4 separate regions of the Mus musculus genome follow, and all the other regions are linked to region 1. Evidence: chromatin contacts called from public Hi-C, HiChIP or PLAC-seq and promoter capture Hi-C data. All regions are on one chromosome and are shown on one strand. The core of a region is the stretch at or near the end of the contact, and the rest is flanking DNA. Distances in the headings are between cores, read along the strand shown. Region 1 overlaps Gm13481 (predicted gene 13481). Region 2 holds the start of Acvr2a (activin receptor IIA). Region 3 has its middle 99 kb from the start of Gm31324. Region 4 has its middle 160 kb from the start of Gm52576.

Region 1 (3,064 bases), core at 415-2,914:
TCAACATAAAAATGTGCCAAATTCAGTGGTTCCAAGTGTAGTTAATGAAAAGAGAGAACCAGGCAACACTCGAGTATCTTTAGCCACCATTTTATACTCTTTTTTAAATTAGTCCCAAAGCAGCCTCTTTAAAAGAGAGCCATTATTCCCTTTTCATAGCTGAGGAAACTATGACTTAGAATGGAGAGATCCAGTATCATATGGCTTAGTGTATAGGAAACACTAAGAATCAAACCCACAACTGCCAAACACCACCGATCTCCAGTAATGCTTCCTAGGGGATGCTACAAATAGCACACACTCACACTGGAAGGACATGGTGACTGCTCTGCCTCCTCTCGTATTTTTCTCAAATGTGGCTATCTTCCTATCTTCCAGGGGGCAGGGTTTGGCATATTTTAATGAATAAATAAATACAAAGTTTGCACTTTCTATTTTTTTTGTCTCTATAAATTGTCTCTTCTAATTAATGAATAGCTGCACTTGTCCTTTGGTATTGGTAATTTCATAAAGCCTCCCAGGGTGTTACCCAGTTGAATTGGGCGTAAGGAAACAATATTAGCTCCAGGCATGGAAATGAATGGATTTAGAGGCACTAAATCAGGAAAGCAAATGGGTTCTCACAGCTCCATGCTGTAGAATTAGTTTCAAATATTCAACAGACACATCAAGTATGAGCTTTATAAGCCCAGAGCTGAACACTGCCTTTTGCTCATTTTAAAATCCACGCTGTGAATTTTAAACTCCTGATAGCATTTCTAATAATGGCATCTTCTAGAAGCTGAAGTTGTGAGAGACCAGGGAGGGTCAGACCACAACCTCTTTGTGTGATATTTATATAGCATATAGACCTACGAACGATTTTTAAATTAAGAAATTTCAAATTATTTTCCCCCTCTGGATCCTCTGTGCTATGGCCTGTGTCCACATCTCCTAACCCAATTTACATACTAGAATTTACCAGGACTTCATAGATACCTGTCTCAGCTATTTCTTTAGTACTTTCAGGTGACTCCCCTCTTCAACTTCTATCAAGAATGGACTTTTCTTATTTCAATTGCAAATGACAAATCAGCTTTATCTTCCAGAAAGTGGGGACTGCTAGGATAAATGTACTATTTTTAAAATAAGGTATAAAATATTTTTTGTACCCTTGACAGCCATTACAGCAAGCTACCTGCTGGCTGCATGCAGCGCGTTAGTAAACACAAAGTGGAGTGTGTCCGGCTCCTTGTTTCCTGGAACTGTTCTCTGCCATCAGGGGCACGTAGGAAACTGGTCGATCCCTCATCTCCAGAGAGATCAGCAAAGGGGATCACTTTCCCCAAGACTGAAAGCATAGGCATGTCTTTCAGATGCTCACCAAGGTGAAAGAGAAAACAGTGCTTTGATAGCCTGAAGGAATTGTTCCCCTTTCTTTTCCTTCTGATACCTGAGCTATCGCCAGTTGGTATCTGAGATGCTTTTTGCGAGGAGGCCTGCCTTAGCCACAAGGGGCTGGGGGGGAGGGGGGGGTTACCCTCTTAAAAGAGAATGCAGAGCCACTAGGTCTCTTCTCTGCAGCTGCCAACCAGGAAACAGCGGGAAAAGTCCAGGCTTACCCTCCCCAGAGAACGCTGGATGTACAATAGTTTTCTCCCTTTCTAAGCTGCACTATCGCTGGAAGCTTATCCGCTTCTAACTCCGTCACGTCTGTAGCTTGGTAACTCGGTTTCCTAAACAAAATTAAAGGAAGTGTCAATGTGAAATTGAAAGTGAAACTGGCAGCAAAGGGCAAATCTCCCGGGCCCTTAATGGATTGGAAAACCAAATGGCAATTTCCAACTAGGTCCCTTGCCTCAGGCTGCCTTAAAGCAAGGCAATCACATTGGAGCCTACTCTTTCGATAATTTTATCAATACATTAGGCCCCGCAAAGTTTGTGTGCAAACCTCTTGTGCTTAGTTAGAACAAGTGGTCATGTGTGGGATGTTCAAAATGCTTCCGATCCTAAATAGATCACCCATCATGATCTTCCCGGTGCTTCAAACTCCAGCCATTTCTCCAAAAACAAAGATGAAGATCACTATTAAAGATGGACCACGGCAGGCCCCTTCTAAGTAACCGCCTCGGATAAACGTGGAGAGCAAACTTTTTGCTCCCTTTGACGTGTGTAGAATTTCCTGTGAATTTAGGTGAAATTAAAACAATAAGAAATATAGTCAAAAAAAATAAAATAAAAATAAAAAGCCAAGCCCAAAGGGCTTCTTGATATGTGTATAATCAGTGACATAAGTGTTAGATATTCTGTCTCCTTACATCCAAGAAGACAGGCTAGACCGGGCTATCCCTATGTCAGAGACACCTTGTTAGAATATGGGCAGGGTCATAAAGTAAACTAAGAATCTCTGAGAACTGCACTCCCCCGCCCCTTACTTTATGCAAACTTGAAGAACAACAGTGATAGAAGCAAAGCTCAATTGCTGACACTTTCATTTCAGAACGAACTCATGATGTTAGAAAATAATAGAGTATTAGTATGGTGTAACTGTCTACCGGTCTATCTTTTTCCTGCAGAAAGCAGGCAGCCCTGGAAACGCCAGGCAGCCAACCGGGCATCATGGGAGTGTTTCTGCTTCGCAGCCATATTCCCTGTGCACTTAAGAAAGCTAATCCATTCTCCAAATCGGCCATGCTGCCTCCTGCTTTGCCTTCATTCTCACAGATATGAGAGCCCAAGGAAGATGATCTGAGAAACTCAGGTTTCAGCAAGCTATGCATATTGAGAGTGAATTCCCCCGCTCCCGCCCTCTCTTTTGGAAAATACTCTGGACTTAAATTGCAACCCTTGGAGCCAATGAGTCTGGCTCTAGCTGCTTCATCATTCATAACCTTGTTATGCAAATAAAACAAGTATAAATTAAAATTCTAATTGAACTCTAATCCTGAAAAGTAGTCCTTCCGAAGCATTCTTAAATGACACCAAATTCCTGAGCATCCCTGAGTTGTGCTTGCTGTCAGATTTTTAAAGGATTTGGCCAAAACTAAATAGCTGAATAAACATTCTGCTCGCTCGGTGCTCTGAC
Region 2 (3,064 bases), core at 317-2,816, 480 kb after region 1:
ATGTCAGACTAGGAGGTGAGAGGAAACTAATATGCAACTCTTGTTGCTTCACTTGCTCTGTTTTTAGCGATGAAGAAACATCGAGACGATGTAGTGACAAGACAACAGTAGGGCCTGATCCATCCCTGGGAGAAAGGAGGGTAGATGGTTCTAAAGTAAACACACTCTTCCATTTTAAGACTGTTAGTGGCAACTCTTCGTTTCTGTCCAGCCTAAACTGTTTGCAGAACTACATTCGATTTACTGAGGCATCCTGAAGACCAGTTTGGGATTTTGTTGCATAATACCATCAATTCTGAGCAGGGCTTGAGAACTGGAAATCTTGGAGAGAGTTTAAAGAGCCACAATGATTATTAACCCTGACAAGTAGTAGAAATAGGCAGATAATTATAGGATGTACTTAATAGACAGAAATATAGAGCAGTTTATAGGAAGAGAAAAAGAAAACAAATACAAGTGAGTTTGTGGAAAAATGTGGGGATCAGTGTACACTAAAACATTAATTACCCATCCCACAGTTGCTTCCTTTTTTTCTTGAAAATGTCTCCAAACACAGAGGTTACTACTGTATTAAGAAAAAAGGGCAAACTTCTAGGTATTTACCTATCTACTGAGGAAGCATTCCTGTCAAAACCTTCAGAATGCTGGAATAAAGTGGAAAACAAGATCTCCCCCTTTATTATACCAAATTGTGCTAAATGGCAGACGAACTGACTCTAGCAATCATCCTTTGCACGCTATAGCCAACTTCGAATATCCCAAATAGCCGAGCTTCTGGAGGTAGGGCTCACATTTTTACATTCTGTATGTTTCGGTGCTTAACTGAACACCCGATCAACAGTTCAACATGGCTTACGGGGTAAAAACAGGTCTTACAAGAGGCTAAGAATTGATAACACCACCGTCTCTGACGGTCCAATACACTGAAATCTGCGATTTTCACTTCAAGCCTAATACAGACTTTCACGCCAACTAGGAGCAAACCTGTTTGCAACACAATGCTTTGTGTATACAAGGTGTGGTGGATAGGATCCGAACCTCACATCGAGCTATCTGGCGAGGGTGTCCTGACCTGGCGGACAGCCCTTCCTGCCTTTATTTTTTAGCCCAAAGACAAACGTGGGGAGGCCTCGGCGGCGGGGGCGCGGCCGGCTCGCGAGCACCGAGCTCGCTCGGGCAGCAGCGGGTGCGGCTCCCGCCCACTCGGAGCAAGTCGGCGCGGCCTCGGCGTCCCCCAGAGGAAAGGCTGGGCGCCGCAGTCGGCCTTAGCATCGCCCATCCCGCTCGGGCGCCGCGGCTCTCGCGCCCGGGCGGGCACCGCACTGGGCACACCGGGCGTCTCGGGGCCGCGGCGGGCACCCGCAGGGCCCGCCGTCCCGTCTGCTCGGTCTCGGTTCCCGCAGCCTCGCGAGCGCGCTCCGGATCCGGCCCCGCCCCTCCGGCTCGCCCCGCCTCCCGGACAATCTCCTCGCGCTCGCCGCCCGGCACGCGCGCTGCGCCCGGCCGCCGCTCCCGCCGCCGCCGCCACCGCCGCCGCGGAGCGTTTCTCCGCCGCGCCTGGCTTCCAGCTTCAGGACGGAACCGGAAGTGTAGGGGGCGGGGCCGGCGGAGGCCAGGAGACCGAAAACGCGGCCGAGCCGGGAGCCGGGAGCCGGAGCCACAGCCTGGACCAGAACTTGGCCGCCGCCTGCGCCACCGTCTCTCCCGTCGCCGTCTCCCGCGGCCGCCTCGCACCGCCACCGCCGCGAGCTCGGCTACTGTGGTCCGCGGACTTTGGGTGTCCGGGTTGAAGGTCGGTCCGGACGTCGGAGCAGCTCGGCTCCCGGACCGTCCGGGCGGCTGCGGGCGCCGCCGCCGCCGCCTCGTCGCCTCAGCCAGGCGTTTTGTTCGCTGAGACGCGAGAGGCGAGCGGAGCTGACAGTGATTTTGACAGTGATTCCAACCCGCTTTTGTTGTTGTTGGCTTTTCGTTGTTTGGTTTGGTGTGTTGTGCGTGTATGTGGCGGTTTTTCCCCCGTGGTACATTTTTTTAAATTGTTGTGCCTTTTTTTTAAATCCTTTTTTTTTCAACCCTGTGAACGTTTTTTGCTTCCCCCTCCCCCCCGCCTCGGGGCTTCCGAATATGTTTTATGACGGTTGATTTTACACCAGGAGGTTTGTCTCCGAGGAAGACCCAGGGAACTGGATATCTAGCGAGAACTTCCTACGGCTTCTCCGGCGCCTCGGGAAAATGGGAGCTGCTGCAAAGTTGGCGTTCGCCGTCTTTCTTATCTCTTGCTCTTCAGGTAGGTGGAGGAGCCGGCGCGGCGGGGCTGTGGCCGGGTGCCGGGTGCCGTCTGCTGGGCAGTTCTCGGGCCGAGGCTTTTCCCGCGCCTAAACCCGCAGCCCCGATCATCTCGAAATCTCCATGAATTCCACTTGTTTTGGGTTGGTGTGGCGAACTGATAGGTTGAGTGCTGTGTTGTTGTGCAAGTGAGAAAGTCATGGTTTGTGGCCATAACACTCGATGACAGCGCTGGTTGGGTTGCTGTTCAAGCCGCAAATACCACAAGTGAAAATTTATGTAAAGGTTTGAGACCCAGAAGGAGGTATTCCAAAATGTCATTTAGCCTAAGCTGTTCCAAAACAAGGACCGGTTTTGGTCGTCATCTAATTAGTGCTTCACCGGTGAATATCGAGACATAGATCAAGTGAGCTGGTGTTTAATTTTGACTGTGAGAAACAATGCATCCTATCAGCGATTTAATCTAGGTCTCCTCTCACGTCTTCTCCAACTACATTGTCCAGTAGTGTTAAAAATAGTTTTAGTTGCCGGAGTATTAACCCTAACCCAGTGCAGAAGAGGTATGCTGCTGTGTGTTGGTGGTGTGTGCTGGCTTTCACCCACCATTTGGGTGCTCTTTTCAGGCGTAGATTCTGCTTACCTACGGAATACTTATTTTAAACGCTTTGCACCGACACGTTGTTTTCAGTTAAGAACAGGCCATGTGAAATTGTGTTCATGTTAAATATGCTGTTCTTGTGAGATGTATTTCTTTTTCTTTTCTTTTCTTTTAACTCAAGGT
Region 3 (3,064 bases), core at 415-2,914, 360 kb after region 1:
TGACCAGCTCATCCAGATTTAACAGGCACAATCACTCCCATTCCAAACTAAAAGAACTCCAAGAGACCTACCATATCAACTCTTCACAGACAGAGAGCATCCTAGCCTTTCTGAAACCCACCCAGTGCTGATCATAGTGGCCTGTGAAATAGGAAGACCATGCCCACACTATTGCTAAGTGATATCTTTATGTGATTGGTCTTAATCATCATAGCCACATAGCCAGAAAGATGTTACTATTATAATTTTACAGATGGGGGAACTGAGGTCCAGGGAAGGTGAACAACATGTTTAAGAAACAACAATGCTGGAATTGGCTCCAGGGCGTGTCTTAATTCTTAGTTTGTCCAATGGAGAGCCCAGGTGTCAGAGACTGGCTGGCATTTCTACACAGTGGCCTTTAAACTAACCCCTACTTTCCCTAACAATGAGTTGTTTGTTCTAAATTCCAGATATTCTTAGAAACTGTTGAAATGAGTTAATTGATTGAAAGACATCTAATGTTGGGGTCGGGGAAGTATGCACAATGTAGTATCTAAGTTTGCTTTCTATTGCTGTGATAAATATCATGACCCAGAACAACTTGGGCAAGGAAGGCCTTATTTCGATGTGCAGTTGTAGTCCTTACAGGGGAAAGTGAGGGCAACAAGCCAAGGCAGGGACCTGAGGACAGGAACTGAAGCAGAGGCCATGGAAGAGTAGTGCTTCTTGCCTTGTTCAGCCTGTTCACTTACACATCTCAGGACCACCTTCCCATGGACAGCATCACTTATAGTGGGCTGGGCCCTTCCACATCAGTTATCAATCATGAAATCACCTCCACAGTCCTGCCCACAGGCCAATCGAACGAGGTACCTTCTCAATTGAGATTTCCCTTCCCAGATAACTCTAACTCATATCACACAGACATGACCCAACCAGGGCAGGAGTCACAGAAGAGAAATCTTCAATAATTTTCACCACGACAAAGGAAAAGAAGGATGGTAATGAGGCCTCTCATCAGAGCTTAAGATAAAATTACAGCAGTCTGACTTTCCAAAATCTCACCTCTTTTCAATCAGATGGAAACCAGGCTCCTTTTGCAACATTTTTTTTCCAGAACACTTCCAAGTATTACTTCTCATTATTCTTATATTATTCCATTTGCATTTTAAGCATACAGTGTAAAGGCTTGAAAACAATGAAACATGCAAATAAGGAAGCTGAAAGTGTTCTTTGAGAAGTTAAGTGATGAAAAGTAAGAGCATTCAAGCTCTTTAAATGCAATACATTATCTATTAAATCGGCTTCTCTGCCTTTCCTACCTTCTCCCTGCTTTTGTTACACTCTGCCTTCAAACAAAAAAAAAATTTTTTTCACAAAGGCATTTTTTTTGGTAGAGAAAAGTAACTTTCAGAGTGTGAATTATTTATTTTTAATCTTACAAACATAATGTCTTTTTTGTAAGGGAAAGAGTGTACCATGGGTGGGCAATTCTATGGTTTTCTGTTGCTGCTATTGAAGGCATTGTCTAATTAACAGGGACACATATGATACAGGATATCTCGAAGATGAAGAATCTTCTTTCTTTCTAGGTCAAGGCCTGTGAATTCCACTAAGAATGCTAACTAGTTGAGCCATCACATGACCATTCAAGTTTCATTACAAAGGGCTAGATTTTATAACTTCTGCTTTAACAAGTCAGTTTTCAAATTTTCTGCTTTAATAATCTACATGCTTGGTGGGGGGGGAACCAATTCTCCTTTATTTAACTGCCTTTTAAAGCACTTAAGATAGCCATCTACACAGACACTACTCATAGTAAGTGTGTCTTCATGACAGCAGTGAGAACAAAAGCTACCAGCTCCTTCTCCAAGGATGCCGAGAAGGTAGTAAAATCTTCAATACTTATTTAAAGGCACCTCAAGCTTTCTCCTGGGAGACCATGTTTTACTTCCCTTCCATCCTTCAGCTCTTTCACTCTCTGAAGATTCTGACTATACATCTGTTGTCCTTTTATAGATAATACTGGGTAGCATCAGCCCTCTGTGTGTGGGTATGACTGATCTCAGGAAGTTTGTACGTACTAGTGGTGAGTGACCACAAAGAAGATGATGCTTCTCTTCTGATCTGTCTTCAGGATTTTTACAACATCCTCATTTTTCACTTCTCCCTCACAGGCCTTTCAATCTGCTCTGGAGGGTTCATCTCCGACAGCTTCTCCCACCTGCACAAGTTAGATTCCTAGGCACGCAGGATCACTTCCTCTCACAAGGACTTTATTATAAATTCAGACCCCCAAGATAAAAACTTATTATTTTTAAGTACAAAATTGATATAAACATAATTCATAAGTACAGAAAATAATTTTTAAACAAAAGAAAGAAAAATCCCCTCTCATTATTCCAAACAAACACAGGCTGTATCCTTCCAGATTATATTTTATGCCATTCATATATAAATATATATGCATATACATATATATATACATATATATGTTTATATGAGGCCATACGCACATGTTATTTCCCATGATTCTACTGAGTTACTGGGAATACTCAAAGCTCTTTCTGGAAAATACCTGGTGTACTCTCCCTGAGCCTTGTTATGTCTAACATATAATTAGAAGGATATGGAAAAAAGACTCTGCGTTTAGTAAATCAAGTCACTGAACATATAGAATCCAGAATGAGTCTCCTAACTCCTTCTAGCCCTAACACAGTAGGGCTCTGTTGGGGCTGGGACCAGTTCCTGTGCCCCAGAGATCAGAGCACAGTCCTTGAGTGTGTCCAGCCAGTCCCTCTGGTGCTCATCTGTAAGCTTGCTGAGCTTGCGTCTCCTCCTCCTTCTTCTCCTGTTTTGTTTTCAAACAATTGTAATATCCTCAGGGTAGTAGAAGCTCTTAGCATCCCCAGGATCATATTAGGTAATGACTCCAATCACAGCAAGAAAGGATCTAGGTCTCTCATCTTGGTTCTCTTAACAGCTGTATTTTCATATATTTCTATTTCCTCTTCCTGTATTGTCACATTCTTAAGGTTCCTCTATTTTCCTGAGCTGGCACTAATATATCTTTCTTTTGATT
Region 4 (3,064 bases), core at 222-2,721, 340 kb before region 1:
CACTGTGCCATTTTCTCTACACATAATCCCTTTAATCTCTGAATAATATGGTTATGTTTTGTTAATCATATTTTGCAAATTCCTTAAATATAAAATAAAATAACATAAAGGGGGGGTCTGAAGAAAATTCAATCAACTATACCCTAAATATCAACAAACAACACAGCCATCAAAACTGATAGAGTGACTTCTTTCTTCAGTATTTCTTCCAGATCTTTGTCTCCAAGTGAATGTTTTGTCTGGTCACCAAGACCAAGGAAGTCACCATCAACTGTCAAAGCCTCTATTGACTATCCTCCATTTAGTACCCTCGACTCCCATGCTCTTTATCATGGCCTCTGCTTAATTGTCCTTCAAAATGCTTCTCCCACATCTTCTTTAGCCATAGGTCACATTCACTGCCAGCTTTGTTGAGATACAGTGCCACTGGACTACCTCCGAACTCTTCATCCTTCTAAGGCTAGTGACTTCTCCCTCTGATATTCAGTCTTGTGTCAAAGTTATGTGATGTAGAATATATAACGTGTTTAAGATCTCTAAATACTGCACACAGCAATTGTATGGCATTGCAGAGAAATTCTAAATTAGAAACTGGGTGTGGTGATGCATACCTAAAATTCAAAAGAATGAGGCAATGAAATTTTGAGTTAGAAGCCATCCTTGAATAACAAGTAAGACTCCTGCTAAAAAATCAAACCAATAAATAAACAAAAGAGGTGAATCTGGAAAATAGGGTTTATTTAGACAAAACCATGGAGTTTTGGTGGGGAAATTCTGAATTTGCATGCCATAATCAATGTAGTGTCATTTTGTGAAATTACAAGTAAAAGTAATATAAAAATGAATACTATTGAAGAAAAGATAACATTTGAACTGTATTAGAGGAGATTTCACAGGAAAACAAGATCATTAAAGAGTAAATTCAATAGGCATTCCCAATGGAGGCAGGAATGTCCAGCATGTAAAAGTTGTATCTAGATAACTGTAGCAAAACAAAACAAAAACAAAAACAAAAACAAAAAAAACCAACAACAACAACAACAACAACAACAAAAAAACCAAAAATACACAAAAACCTAAGTAAAGAGTGGTAAAGACAAGATTGGAAACCCAGAGTGGAGTCATACTGCAGAAAACTCTGAAAGCTTGGGCAAATGAACTTGTACTTGGGCCTTGGGAAGCCAGCCTTCTCTCATATCTTTTACTTACTTACCTCCAAACCCAGCGTTGGGTCCTATTTTCTCTCCTTCTCCATCTGCCTCATGGTGGAGAGGTACATGCATCTGTTCTGAGTCGCCTGTCAATTTCTCGATGAGGCAGATGGTCTATTTCTGATTCCAGACTTTGCCAGACCCCCCTGAGTTTTTCATCCTCTGTCCCTGGGGATTTATTGCCAGAGTGGCAACGGTTACCATGTGGCAGATGAGACTACAGAATAAGTCTCAGCAGATGAATTCTCCCGGGAACCATCCAGCACATTAGCTCCTGCCCTTTTCAAAAGCATCACACTCTCATAGATTGGCATGGTGAAGAAGGCCACTACAATTCAGACCTGCTCTGAGGTAAATTATGTTCAGTGCTTTTTCTTTGAGTTAGCCATCCTTGGTTTTCTTCTCCTGGGAAGATTTCGGTATGAGGTTCTTCATTGTGAATGGGCCAAAGCAAAAGAAAGTTAATGCTGTGTCTGTCTATGAAATTGAACCTACTATAGTCTCCTTTAATTTTATACATAGCTGGATAAAAATCATACGCATCACCCCCAAATGTTCTAGTACATGTTCCCAACAATAACCAGGGAAGTCTAAGACTTCTTCTTATATTTGATTCATCAGGATCCTTTATCTTCTCTTGAATATATCTGCATTATTACCTATCCAGACTGTGTTTTACTAAGACTATCATAAGTTTAATATCTAGACCATACTTTCTAATTCTGTAAGGCAGACATCAACAAACTCTCTGGGTCTGTAATTGATAAATTATGTAGTCATTAACCAAAGGACCCAACCAAAACTGGACAAATCCACATAAATTCACTGTTCCTCAGGGTGTAGAAATATGGAAAGTCCAGGAGTATTCTAGGTACAAAAGACTAAGAGTTATAAGTATAATTTATTATACTGGATATATTCTCCACCTGCAGGCAGAGACATTGTTTGACAACTATGCATAATATGAACTTTTACTATAGACTTCCACATTACCAGTCACTATATATCACTTAATTAGGATTGCTCAATTATGGTCTAATGCACTGAACTCCCCAGGATATGACTGGATATGATTCTTTCGAGCTAGAGCTGGAGTCTTGCTGTGTCTACAGGAGTTTCAGGGCTTGTAGCCAAGTATTTTGAATGAATAATTCTCTATAATTTTAACTGACTACTCCAAACTTTGATTTTTTTTCCTTGTTGTGGATTCAGGTGAACAATGGATATAAGAAAGGGAATGGGAAACAAAGAAAGGAGAACAAAGGGGAGGAATATTATATATAGACATAAAGTCTATTTAAAGTTGGGAACCAAGAATATAATCACTGGAAAAAGATGAGTTTTTTTTTTATTTTTAAAGCTTAATATTGTTCCTATTTTGAGGGTTCAATAAAACCACAGTTTTCTCAAGCTTTTGAGATGGATACTTCAAACATGGCACTAAGAACTATACATTCTTCTCAAATATAATATTTTTTTAAAATTCAAGAAGCATTTTTATTTGAAGATAATATTTTTCAAACTTCAAAAAAAAATGGGCCTAGAGCCTTTTCCATGAGGCTTCTTAATGTACATTCAATACCATATTTCACCTTTTCTCTTTATACTCTTTGTGATAGAACACATTCTGATTTATAATCTTTAAAACAAAAAAAATTAAAATAGTGTTACAGTTCTAGAATCTGCGCACACACATTCCCATTTGCACACAGGCATGCCATTCCTCTTTATGTTCATGACCTAGGGAAGTGTAACTTCAAGACTTAATCCCCTTTCAGAATATGAATTTCACTGAGAAAGACAATGGGAGACAGAATGTACAGGAAGAGAATTGAAAGCAACAGTTGAAGACA

What was found. Promoter capture Hi-C pulls out the DNA fragments that hold promoters and counts their contacts. Hi-C and Micro-C count contacts between places; a contact is called where the count stands out from the background. HiChIP or PLAC-seq counts read pairs in DNA pulled down with a chosen protein or histone mark.
Region 2: a promoter capture Hi-C map of liver shows a contact between it and region 1, with 2.6 times the contacts expected there. The contact joins the promoter of Acvr2a here to the enhancer-like site in region 1. A contact is called at or near these places in 8 of 39 promoter capture datasets (the 3T3-L1 cell line, 3T3-L1-derived adipocytes, cranial neural crest and 3 more), 1 of 15 datasets of contacts at CTCF or cohesin (large pre-B cells), 11 of 484 Hi-C or Micro-C datasets (CD4 T cells, DN3 thymocytes, the N1E-115 cell line and 8 more), 15 of 115 datasets of contacts at active chromatin or transcription factors (CD8 T cells, bone marrow-derived dendritic cells, cardiomyocytes and 11 more) and 1 of 9 other capture datasets (adipose tissue).
Region 3: a contact with region 1 is called in an H3K4me3 HiChIP or PLAC-seq map of bone marrow-derived macrophages, with 4 times the contacts expected there. The contact joins two enhancer-like sites. A contact is called at or near these places in 2 of 115 datasets of contacts at active chromatin or transcription factors (bone marrow-derived macrophages and effector CD8 T cells).
Region 4: a contact with region 1 is called in a Hi-C map of olfactory sensory neurons, with 1.8 times the contacts expected there. The contact joins two enhancer-like sites. A contact is called at or near these places in 1 of 15 datasets of contacts at CTCF or cohesin (large pre-B cells), 3 of 484 Hi-C or Micro-C datasets (cerebellum, large pre-B cells and olfactory sensory neurons) and 3 of 115 datasets of contacts at active chromatin or transcription factors (CD8 T cells, large pre-B cells and memory CD8 T cells).

Annotation. Positions count from the first base shown.
Region 1 is chr2:48,331,362-48,334,425 of GRCm38.p6, forward strand. The region is part of intron 1 of Gm13481 (predicted gene 13481); the gene reads right to left. Among named protein-coding and RNA genes, the nearest start is that of Gm25338, 51 kb to the right of the region's middle. Within about 2 kb of position 1,665, at least 83 of the 459 cell types and tissues checked have an H3K27ac peak or open chromatin away from gene starts, as enhancers often do. A contact at or near this core is called in the N1E-115 cell line, adipose tissue, bone marrow-derived macrophages and 8 more, where this site is marked.
Region 2 is chr2:48,812,543-48,815,606 of GRCm38.p6, forward strand. Acvr2a (activin receptor IIA) reads left to right here and starts at 1,567. Exons shown (of 11, transcript NM_007396.4): 1 at 1,567-2,284. The coding sequence starts at 2,230.
Region 3 is chr2:48,692,642-48,695,705 of GRCm38.p6, forward strand. No RefSeq gene overlaps it. Among named protein-coding and RNA genes, the nearest start is that of Gm31324, 99 kb to the right of the region's middle. Within about 2 kb of position 1,665, at least 28 of the 459 cell types and tissues checked have an H3K27ac peak or open chromatin away from gene starts, as enhancers often do. A contact at or near this core is called in bone marrow-derived macrophages, where this site is marked.
Region 4 is chr2:47,993,005-47,996,068 of GRCm38.p6, forward strand. No RefSeq gene overlaps it. Among named protein-coding and RNA genes, the nearest start is that of Gm52576, 160 kb to the left of the region's middle. Within about 2 kb of position 1,472, at least 6 of the 459 cell types and tissues checked have an H3K27ac peak or open chromatin away from gene starts, as enhancers often do. A contact at or near this core is called in olfactory sensory neurons, where this site is marked.